2 separate regions of the Ornithorhynchus anatinus genome follow, and region 2 is linked to region 1. The links are chromatin contacts, called in public Hi-C maps. All regions are on one chromosome and are shown on one strand. Each heading gives the region's core, a stretch centred on a gene start, on an enhancer-like site or on the middle of the called end of the contact. The rest is flanking DNA. Distances are from core to core; before and after follow the strand shown. Region 1 holds the start of CAPN15 (calpain-15). Region 2 holds the start of DECR2 (peroxisomal 2,4-dienoyl-CoA reductase [(3E)-enoyl-CoA-producing]).

Region 1 (5,178 bases), core at 1,629-4,128:
GGGAACCAGAGGACCTGGATTCTAATCCTAGATCTGCCACTTGTCAGTTCTGTGGCCTTGGACAAGTCACTTCGCTTCTCTATGACTCAGTTTCTTCAACTGCAACATGGGGATTCAGTACCTATTCTCCTTCCCATTTAGGCTGGGAGCCCCATGTGGAGAAAGGGACTATATCCAGCCTAATTAGTTGTAGCTAACCCAGCGCTTAGAACAGTGCTTGACACATAATAAGCGCTTAAAAATACCATTAAAAAAAAGTAGTGGAGTTGAGATTAGAATCTGGGTCCTCAGAACTCCCAGGTCTGGGCCCTTTCCATAGGGCCACACTGCCTCCTGGATCACACTGTCATGGGTGTTCACTTCTCCCTCCACTCAGTCATTCTTTGGGAAACAAAACTGAGACTCCTCAGTTGAAAGTTGACCTTGAAGAGGTCCCTATATCCCCCTCCCCCATCCAGTGTTGTCCTCACAGCATCCCATTGTCCCCCCGGACCCCCACCCCACCAGCCTCGGAACTAGAACCCAGTTGGCATACTCACGGTCTCCAGATCCTGCCGATTGGAAAAATTCTGGTATTGTCAAAGTGAAATCTCTCCCGAACACCAGCGCCTTCTGGGTCAGCCTTTCAGTCTGTTCGGGTCAGGACGCAGCCTCCTACGGCAACAGGGGGCACCTGTTGGAATGGTGACCTGGTGAGGGTTGAATCATATCCTACCCCTGATTCTCTAGTGACCCAGCACAGACCATCCTCCACCCCTGACTCCATCCTTGACCCTGCTTGGACCCTCCGACACCCATGACTCTCCCCAAGTGACCCAGCACAGACCATACAACAGTCCCGACCTTTCCCCAGTGACCCAGCTCGAACTATCCACCACCCTTCACTCTCCCCTCTCAATCCTTGACTCTCCCCCAGTGACCCAACAAAGATCATCCACCACTCCTGACTCCCCCCTCTCCATCCCTGTCTCTCCATCCAGTGACCTAGCAAGGACCAATCCGCAAACCAGTGGGATAATGATAATTATTATGGTATTGGTTAAGCACTTACTATGTACCGGGAACTATATTAAGAACTGAGGAGGATACATGCAAACCGGGTTAGACGTAGTCCCTGCACTGGGTGGGGTTCACAGTCTCAATCCCCATTTTACAGGTAAGGTAACTGAGGCCCAGAGAAGTAAAGTGACTTACCCAAGGTCACACTGCAGACACGTGGAGCCAGGATTAGAACCCATGACCTTCTGACTCATGGCTGTGCTCTGTGCACACTGCCTTACTGCTTCTCATGACCTGGAGGGTGATAGCAGGGGTGGAGGGTGGAACACAAGTTATTCCACAGCAGTAAAGATGATGCGGTCGGGGTCTTGGGCTCCACGACGTCTTGGGTTATTCCCCCGCAACCAGTGGGGCTACGGTTCAGAAGATAGAAGGGCAGGGCAATGGGGGTGACCGGAAGGGAAGCCCACAGCTCCTGCTCTGAGGTCCCGGGGCCCAGCTGTGCATCGGGACACCCGGGCACATCTCCACGCCCGGCGAGGGGATCGGGGTTAGGTTCGGCACCCCGGAGCGGGGTTGCGGGACGAGAGAAGCGGGAACCAACCCGAACTTGATTCATTCCCCCACCTCTTTGCTGGAGCCGCTGGGTAAGGTGAAGTCATTGGGAATTCCCCAACCTATAGGTGCACGTGTATGCGCGGGTGCTCGCCAAAGCCCCCTTGAAGCCAGGACGCAGGCCGGGGAGGGATTGGGGAAGGCTCTGGAAGCAGGGGGATGGACGGGTTGACCTCTCGGAGGCCGAGGCCGCTCCCACCGGGCCCAGCAGAACCAGGTGTGGGGAGTGGAGGGTGTGGAGCTGAGGCAGGGCCATCGCTTCCTTTCTTGAGTCACCCTTGCACGGGGGAAGCTGGGGGGCAAACTCATCAACCTTGCCCTCCGCCTCCGCCACAGGGCCCGGACCCCGCCTGGGTGGGGTGGGGGGGGGTCTCTGCTGACATGGAGGAGGTGGAGGTGGGGGGCTGGAGGCACCGGCCGACGGGGGAGACGGGGTGTCAGTGTTTGGGGGTCTGGGGGTGGCTCCCCGGGTGTCCGTGAGGCCTGGTCTGTGGGATTTGGGGTGACAGTCTCCGGGGCCCAGGTGGGAGGGTGGTCAGCACAAGCTAGGGGAGCGATGCCGGTCACGGGCTGACCCCGAGGGGCTTCTCTGAGCCCGGGATGGGGCGGCGAGGGGGACGGGGAAGGCCGGGGGGGGGGGGCAGTGCCCTCCCTAAGGATGCAGGGAAAAGAGCAGCAGTTTCGTTTTGGAGTGAATACGATTGAATGAATACTGAATGACTGCTCAGGACCGGTCAAGGGGACGCGGCGGAGGGGGCTGACGAGACAAGGGCGGGGGGGCCCCCAACTCCCGCCTCCCGCCACGGCCCGAGGCGGCTGTGGGAGCCTCGTCGCCTCCCGCCCCCTCCACCTGGGGAGGCCCGCTCGCCCGCCGGGCATTCTGGGAGTTGTAGTTTGCACCCCCCCGCCCCCGCCGCCCAGACCTCCACGTTCCGCGCCGCCTCTCTCCCAGATCCCCGGCCCCGCCAGCCCCCCCCAGTCCCGGGAAGTCATCCGGGGGCTCCGTGCCCCGTCCACGCCACCTGTCAGGGCCCCGGGCCGGGGCTCCCCAAGGACGTGGGGCCCCGAGGACTACAACTCCCAGCGGGCCCGGGGGCGGGGGGGCGGCTCCCGTCCGAGCTTCCGCTCTGGCTCCCCGCGGCCTGCTGGGACGTGTAGTCTCCGCGGGCGATTCTCGGAGGCCCTTACGCTGCCCGCTCAACGTAGCCGCCGGGGCCGCCTATGGAGGGCTACGCTACGGAGGCGGCGTAAGCCCGGGCTTCTGGACTCCCGGGCCGGGCCGGGCCGGGCCGGGCCGGGCAAGGCCCTGCACTGCACTGAAGGCGCCGGCCGGAGGAGGTGAGTCCGTCCGTCCGTCCGTCCGTCCGTCTGACTGTCCGTCTGACTGTCTGTCTGTACGTGCGTGTGTGTGTCCATGTGTCTGGGGGAGGGGGAGGGCTCGTCGTCCTCCCCCCCCACCCCCATCCTGCAGGACCGCCGACCCCAGCCCGGCCGAGAAGGATGACAATTAATAATAATCGCAAGAATGGGGGCATTTCTTAAGCGCCCAACGTGTCGCCGGCCACCGTGCCGAGCGCTGGGGCCGATCCGAGCCAGGGGGGTTGGACCCAGTCCCCTGTCCCATGCGGGGCCCCGTTTCCACCGAGGAGGCGCCACGGACAAGTTAAGTGACCTGCCCAAGGCCCCACAGCGGGCAGGTGGTCGAGGTCCCCGCCCTTTCGCGGGGAGGGTCAAGTGGACGGGCACCCCCCCCCACCCCCGAAGGACCGGGCCAGTAATAATTCATAATAATTAGGGTACTCCGAAAGCGTTTACGGGGTGCCGGGCACTGTTCTAAGCGCTGGGGGAGCCGCAAGTTAGGTTGGAGACCTTCCCTGTCCCGCACGGGGTTGACCCTCTTAATCCCCCTTTTACCGATGAGGGAACTGAGGCCCCGAGGAAATGAAGTGACTTACCCAAGGTCACCCAGCAGGCGGGTGGGTTGTGGGTTCTAATCCCTGCACCGCCACCCGTCGGCTGGGTGACCTTGGGCAAGTCACTGAACTTCCCCGGGCCTCAGTCCCCTCATCTGTAAAGTGGGGATTAAGACTTTGAAACCCATGTGGGACAGACCGATGACCTTATATCTACCCCAGCAGTTAGAACAGTGCTTGGCATGTAGCGAGCGCATAACGAACACCGTCATTGTTATTACTATTAGGTGGTTCAGTGGGGATTAGAACCCATGACCTTCCGACCGCCAGGCCAGGGCAGCAGGGAAGACCCGTGTCTGCTGGCATCGCCCTCTTCCCCCTCCTTGGGCCGATCTTAGTTTCCCCTTCCGCCCTCGGGACAGCTCAGAGAGGGAGCGGGTGGGGACGAGAGCCCCCAGAGAAGCCCCCTGGGTGGGGGTGGCGGGGATGCCAAGGTCCCCCGCGGAACCCCCGGGACTCTGTCGTTTCCCAGCCCCGAACTCTGCCAGCCGTGATCTCGGGCCAGCCTCGTGCTGGGCCTGGCTGGTGTCCAGCATGAACCCTGAGGTGCCCGGGTGAGCCTCCAAGTCAGGGAGATGGGACACAAAGTCAGGGGCACAGTCGGGTTGACCAGACTGGCAGAGCCCTGTGATCCTAGAGAGGGGTCACTCTCGTCAGCCTCCAGAAGAACTTTAATTCCCGCTCTCAGCTCCGGTCCGGGCCCGGCGTGGCTGACACAGGGGTGCTCAACTCCACCTCCAGTGTCCCGGAAATGGGGAGATTTGGGGGTCGTTCCTGGAAGTCTGGGTAGGTCTGCTCGGTGGAGGGGCTTCGACTGGTCCGCGAGGGAAAGAGTGCGATATAGGTTTGGATCGGCGACCTGGTTTCCGGCTGGGTAGAGGAACCCCATTATCTCAACCCCCGGGCCTCCGAAATTACTTGTCATAATAATAATAATGATGATGATTATGATGATGGTATTTGTTAAGCGCTTACTATGTGCCAGGCAGTGTACTAAGTGCAGGGCTGGATACAGGCAGATTGAGTTGGACACAATCTCTATCCCCTGTGGGGCTCGCAGTCTCAATCCCCATTTTACAGATGAGGCAACGGAAGCCCAGAGAAGTGAAGTGACTTGCCCAAGGTCACAGCAGACGAGTGGCGGGGCCGGGATTAGAACCCACGACCTTCTGATTCCCAGGGCCTTGCTCTGTCCACTAAACCGTGCCACTTCTAGCAGATTTTGGGGGGTCGGAGGGCGGCCTGGATCCCCCGCACTTGCAAACTGTTGTCCAGTGGAAGGAGAGTCCGTCCTCTGGAGGCCAATCCTATTGGACACCAGCATCTGCTGGGCTGTGTGGATTGGGAGGCAGGCTCCCTCCGGATTGGATGCGGGGGGAGTCTCCCCCTGGATTGGGAGGCAGGCTCCCCCGTATCAGGTATTGCCCTGTTTTTTTAATTAGTGAGGTGTACATCCCCTTGATGCTATTTATCGTGATTAAGTTGTCTTGTTTTTGTCTGTCTGTCTCCCCCAATTAGACTGTGAGGCCGTCAGTGGACAGGGATTGTCTCTGTCTGTTGCCGAATTGTACATTCCAAGCGCTTAGTACAG
Region 2 (4,674 bases), core at 1,927-4,426, 150 kb before region 1:
TTTCTCACACGTTATCCCCATTTTTCAGAAGAGGAAACTGAGACCCCAAGAAGTGAAGTGACCTCCCTGGGTCACACCGGCCAGGGGCAGGGCCGGGTTTGGAACCCGGGCCATTTCCGGGCTCCTGGTCATGTGCACTTTCCATGAGGCGAGCAGTACCTGCCCTGGGAATTAGAAGGTCACTAATATTATTATTAAGCCACACATGTTGATTGCCTGGGCTAAGAATGAGCTGTCTTACTCCCGACGCCTTCATTTCCTCTCCTCTAACTCACTTCTAGACCTCTGCACTTTGGCTTCTATTCCCTCCATGGTAACTGCTCTCTCCCCAAAATCACCAATGACCTCCTCCTTACCAAATCCACTGGACTTGACTAATAATAATTATGGTATTTGTTAAGCACTTATTGTGCCAGGCACCATACTAAACGCTGGGGTAGATGCAGGCAAATCCCGTGGGGCACTGGTACCTGTCCCACCTGGGGCTCTCAGTCTCTATCCCCATTTGACAGATAAGGTAACAGGCAAAGAGAAGTGAAGTGACTCCTTGTGGTGGAGCTGGGATTAGAAGCCATGACCTTCTGACTCCCAGGCCCATTGTTTTGCTGTCTGTCTCCTCCTTTTAAGACTATAAACCTTTTGTTGGGCAGGGATTATCTCTTTCTGTTGCCGAACTCTGTATTCCAAGCACTTAGTACGGTGCTCTGCACACAGTACACAGTACGGGCTCAATAGGTACAATCGAATGAATATCCACTAAGCCATGCTGCTTCTCAGCTTCTCTATCCTAATTCTCCTTGACCTCTCATCTGTCTTTGCCACTGTGGACCTTCTCCTTCTCCTGCATACACTATCAAACTTTGGTGTGACAAATACCGACCTCTCCTGGACCTGCAACCCTTCTGGCTGCTCCTCAGTCCCTTTCTCCGGTTTCTATTCTCCATCTACATCCACTCCTTTGGGGAGCTCATACGCTCCCGGGCTGCCAACTCTACCTGGAAGATTCCCGTATCTACCTCTCCAGCCTGCAATCTTGCATTTCCTCCTGCCTTTAGGACTTCCCAATCAGGCAAATGGCATCAATCAGTGATATCTGTCAAGCACTTGTTGTGTGCAAAGCACTGTAATAAGAGCTTTGGAGACTACAGTACAACAGAGGTGGCAGTTGTGATCTCTGGCCACAAGGAGACTACAGACTACAGGGGGGCAGAGACATTAAGAGAGATAAGGGGGAGAGTAAGGATATGATGTGTGGTATTTACGCACCTACTATGTGGTTGAGGACCCACTATGTAATAGGTATCCATGTATCCACCGAGTCGCCATGAATCAGAAATGGTTCCACGGCATTTGATGATCATACTATATGTTAAAGCCCCGTACTAAGTGACATCACAACCCACGTGAGGCTCACGGTCTTAAGTAGAAGAGAGGACAAGCACCGAATCCCCATTTTACAGACGAGGGAAGTGAGGAACAGAAAGGTGAAGTGACTTCCCCAAGGTCACATAGGAAAAAGTGGTAGAAGTAGAACCTTAGGTGATCGGATTCCCAGGCCTGGGCTGCTGCTTCATGTGTACGTGAATGCTGTGGGGAGGGGCTGAGTATCAAAGTAGTTACGGGATGCGCAGCCAGGCACAGGGGAGTGTGGGTGGGGGGAATTACGGTTTAGCAAAGCCTCTTGGAGGTGTGGTTTCGGGAGGGTTTTGAAAGTGGTGGTCTGTCGCATATGAAGGGAGAACTAAAGTCAGGGAGAGGGCAGGGTTTGAGTGGAAAGGTAAGGTGTTGTGTTTGGGATATGTTACGTTTGAAATGTTGGCAGAACATACAAGTAGAGATGTCCTGAAGGCAGAAGGAAATATGAGACTGCAGGGGGAGAGAGGTCAGAACTGTAGAGCTAGATTTGGGAGTTATCCCCGAAGTTGTATGAACTCCCCATTTTACAGATGAGGCCACAAGAGAAAAGTTCAGTGATTTACTCATCACTCAGCAGGTCAGACTTCACTGGTACAAGGACTTCTCATATCCTGTATTGACTCCCTGCATCAGCCTCCTCAGTGACCTTTTTCAGTTTCACACCAATCCAGACCTCACTTTGTTGCCAGATCAATCTTACAAGAACGTTCAGTACAGTCTATCAAAAAATTACATGGTACTTATTGAGCACTTACCGTGCACAGAGCACTGTCCTAAACACGAGCGTCAGTATAACATAGTTGATAGTCATGTTCCTCAAGGGGCTTGGAGTCTAGGGGGGAGACAGACCTTAAATTACGATGTGCACTTAAGTGCCAAGGGTGAAGTGAATATCAAGGTATTAAAGTGCTTGAAAAACTCACAATGGCTGCCCATCCAACTCTCCATCAAAAGGAAACTTTAAGGCAGCGTTGTGTAGTCATCATCATTGTGAATGGTATGTGCCGAGCACTTCCTATGTGCAGAGCACTGCTCTAAGCTCTTGGGAGAGTAATAATAATAATAATGTTGGTATTTGTTAAGTGCTTACTATTTGCAGAGCACTGTTCTAAGCGCTGGGGTAGATACAGGGTAATCAGGTCGTCCCACGTGAAGCTCACAGTTAATCCCCATTTTACAGATGAGGGAGCTGAGGCCCAGATTAGTGAAGTGACTTGCCCACAGTCACACAGCTGATAAGTGGCAGAGCAGGGATTCGAACCCATGACCACTGACTCCAAAGCCCAGGCTCTTTCCATTGAGCCATGCTGAGTATAATACAATAGATTGGCAGAAACGTTCCCTGACCACAAGGAACTTACAGCCTAGTTGAAAGAGCAGGAGGCTAGTGGAAAGAACATGGCCCTGGCTTCTAATTCTATCTCTGACACTTGTCTACTGTGTGACCTTTGGCAAGTCACTTGACTCTCTCTGCCTCAGTTTCCTAAAACGCAAAACGGAGATTCTGTTCTCCCTCCTGGACTGGAAGGATTATCTCTGTTGCCGAATTGTCCATTCCAAGCGCTTAGGACAGTGCTCTGCACACAGTAAACGCTCACTAAATACGATCGAATGAATGAATGAATGAATGAACGAATGAATGAATGAATGAAGAGTTGCGCGCCAAGCGGTCTTCGGGTTGGGCGCCGCATCGCGCCTGCGCCCCTGGCGATGGTGTCAGTCGAGACTACAATTCCCGTCAGGCCCCGCGGCCGGCCCGAGCCGAGCCGAGCTGAGCCGAATCGAGCCGAGCCGAATCGAACCGAGTCGAGCCGAGGACAGGACCGGCCGAGGTTTCGCTGCCCCGTCAGTGCCCAAGGGAGGCTGGCCGGATCACTCACGATGGCTGGCTCCTCTCCGCCGCCGCCGGACGTGGCCACCGATGACTGCCTGCAGGAATATTCGTGCCTCTTCAGCCCGGACATCCTCCGGTGAGACCGGAACGGGTCCCCCCCTCCCTCCCCTGCCCTCCGACCCACTTAATACTAATCATGCTACTTGTTAGGCGCTTCCTAGGCGCCGGGCACTGTACCAGGCGCTGGGGTGGGTATAAGAGAAGCAGCCTGGCTCAGTGAAAAGAGCCCGGGCCTGGGGGTCAGAGGTCGTGGGTGCTAATCCCCGCCCCGCCACTTGTCTGCTGTGAGACTTTGGGAAAGCCAGTTCACTTCTTTGGGCCTCAGTTCCCTCACCTGTAAAATGGGGATTAAGACTGTGAGCCCCACGGGGGACAGCCTGATCACCTTGTATCCCCCCCAGTGCTTAGAACAGTGTTTGGCACATAGTAAACGAGATTAGCAAATACCGGCATTATTACTATTACCTCATCTGTAAAATGGGGATTAAGACCCTGAGCCCCACGTGGGACAACCTGATTAGCCTGTATTTACGTCAGCGCTTAGAATAGTGCTTGGCACATAGCGCTTAACAAATATTATTATTACAAACACATCGGGTTGGACACAGGCTCGGTGCCGCATAGGACTCATGGCCTTAATCCCCATTTTACAGACGAGGTAACAGAGGCACAGAGAAGTTAAGTGACTTCCCCAAGGCTCCGGCCCTTCCTGGCCCAACCTCGCCCTTGATTCCCCCTCCCGGAATGGGACTTCGGGTGTTCAATAAATCAATCGTATCGGTTGAGCGTTTACTGTGTAAAGAGTGCTGTGCGAAGCGTTAGGGAGAGTACAACAGAGTTAGTAGACGTCTCCTGCTCACAACCAGCCGCCCGGTATAACGCTTTGCACACAGAAGGCGCTCAGAAGTACTCAGCACTTAACCATGTGCTAAGTCCTGGGGTAGATATAAGATCAAGATCATCAGACAGGACCCAGACCTTGCTGCCCATGGGACTTACAATCTGCTTATCTCCATTTTTCAAATGAAGAACCTGAAATGCAGAGAGGTGAGGTGACATAATAATAATTGCACTGGAATCCCTTCAACCCTTACTAGGTGTAAGCACTCTACTAAGCGCTGGGATTAATACAAGATAATCAGGTGGGACACACACGGGGCTCCCAATCCAAATGAGGAAACTGAGGCATGGAGAAATACAGTGACTAGCTCAAGGTCAGGGGAGGGATTGTGTCTACCAACTGTCTTGTTTTGTACTTTCTCAAGCGTTTAGTGCAGTCCTCTGAACACCGGAACCGCTCAATAAATACAACTGATGAAGTGCTTGACCCTGAAAAACCTTCTCTGGACTCCACGGCACGCTCC

Evidence for each region. A called contact is a pair of places that touch in the nucleus more often than the background predicts.
Region 2: a contact with region 1 is called in a Hi-C map of liver, with 5 times the contacts expected there. The contact joins the promoter of DECR2 here to the promoter of CAPN15 in region 1. A contact is called at or near these places in 2 of 2 Hi-C or Micro-C datasets (fibroblasts and liver).

The regions. Positions count from the first base shown.
Region 1 is chr21:15,203,971-15,209,148 of mOrnAna1.pri.v4, reverse strand. It overlaps CAPN15 (calpain-15), which reads left to right and starts at 2,878. Exons shown (of 12, transcript XM_029049301.1): 1 at 2,878-2,952.
Region 2 is chr21:15,358,388-15,363,061 of mOrnAna1.pri.v4, reverse strand. DECR2 (peroxisomal 2,4-dienoyl-CoA reductase [(3E)-enoyl-CoA-producing]) reads left to right here and starts at 3,176. Exons shown (of 8, transcript XM_007663658.3): 1 at 3,176-3,386. The coding sequence starts at 3,298.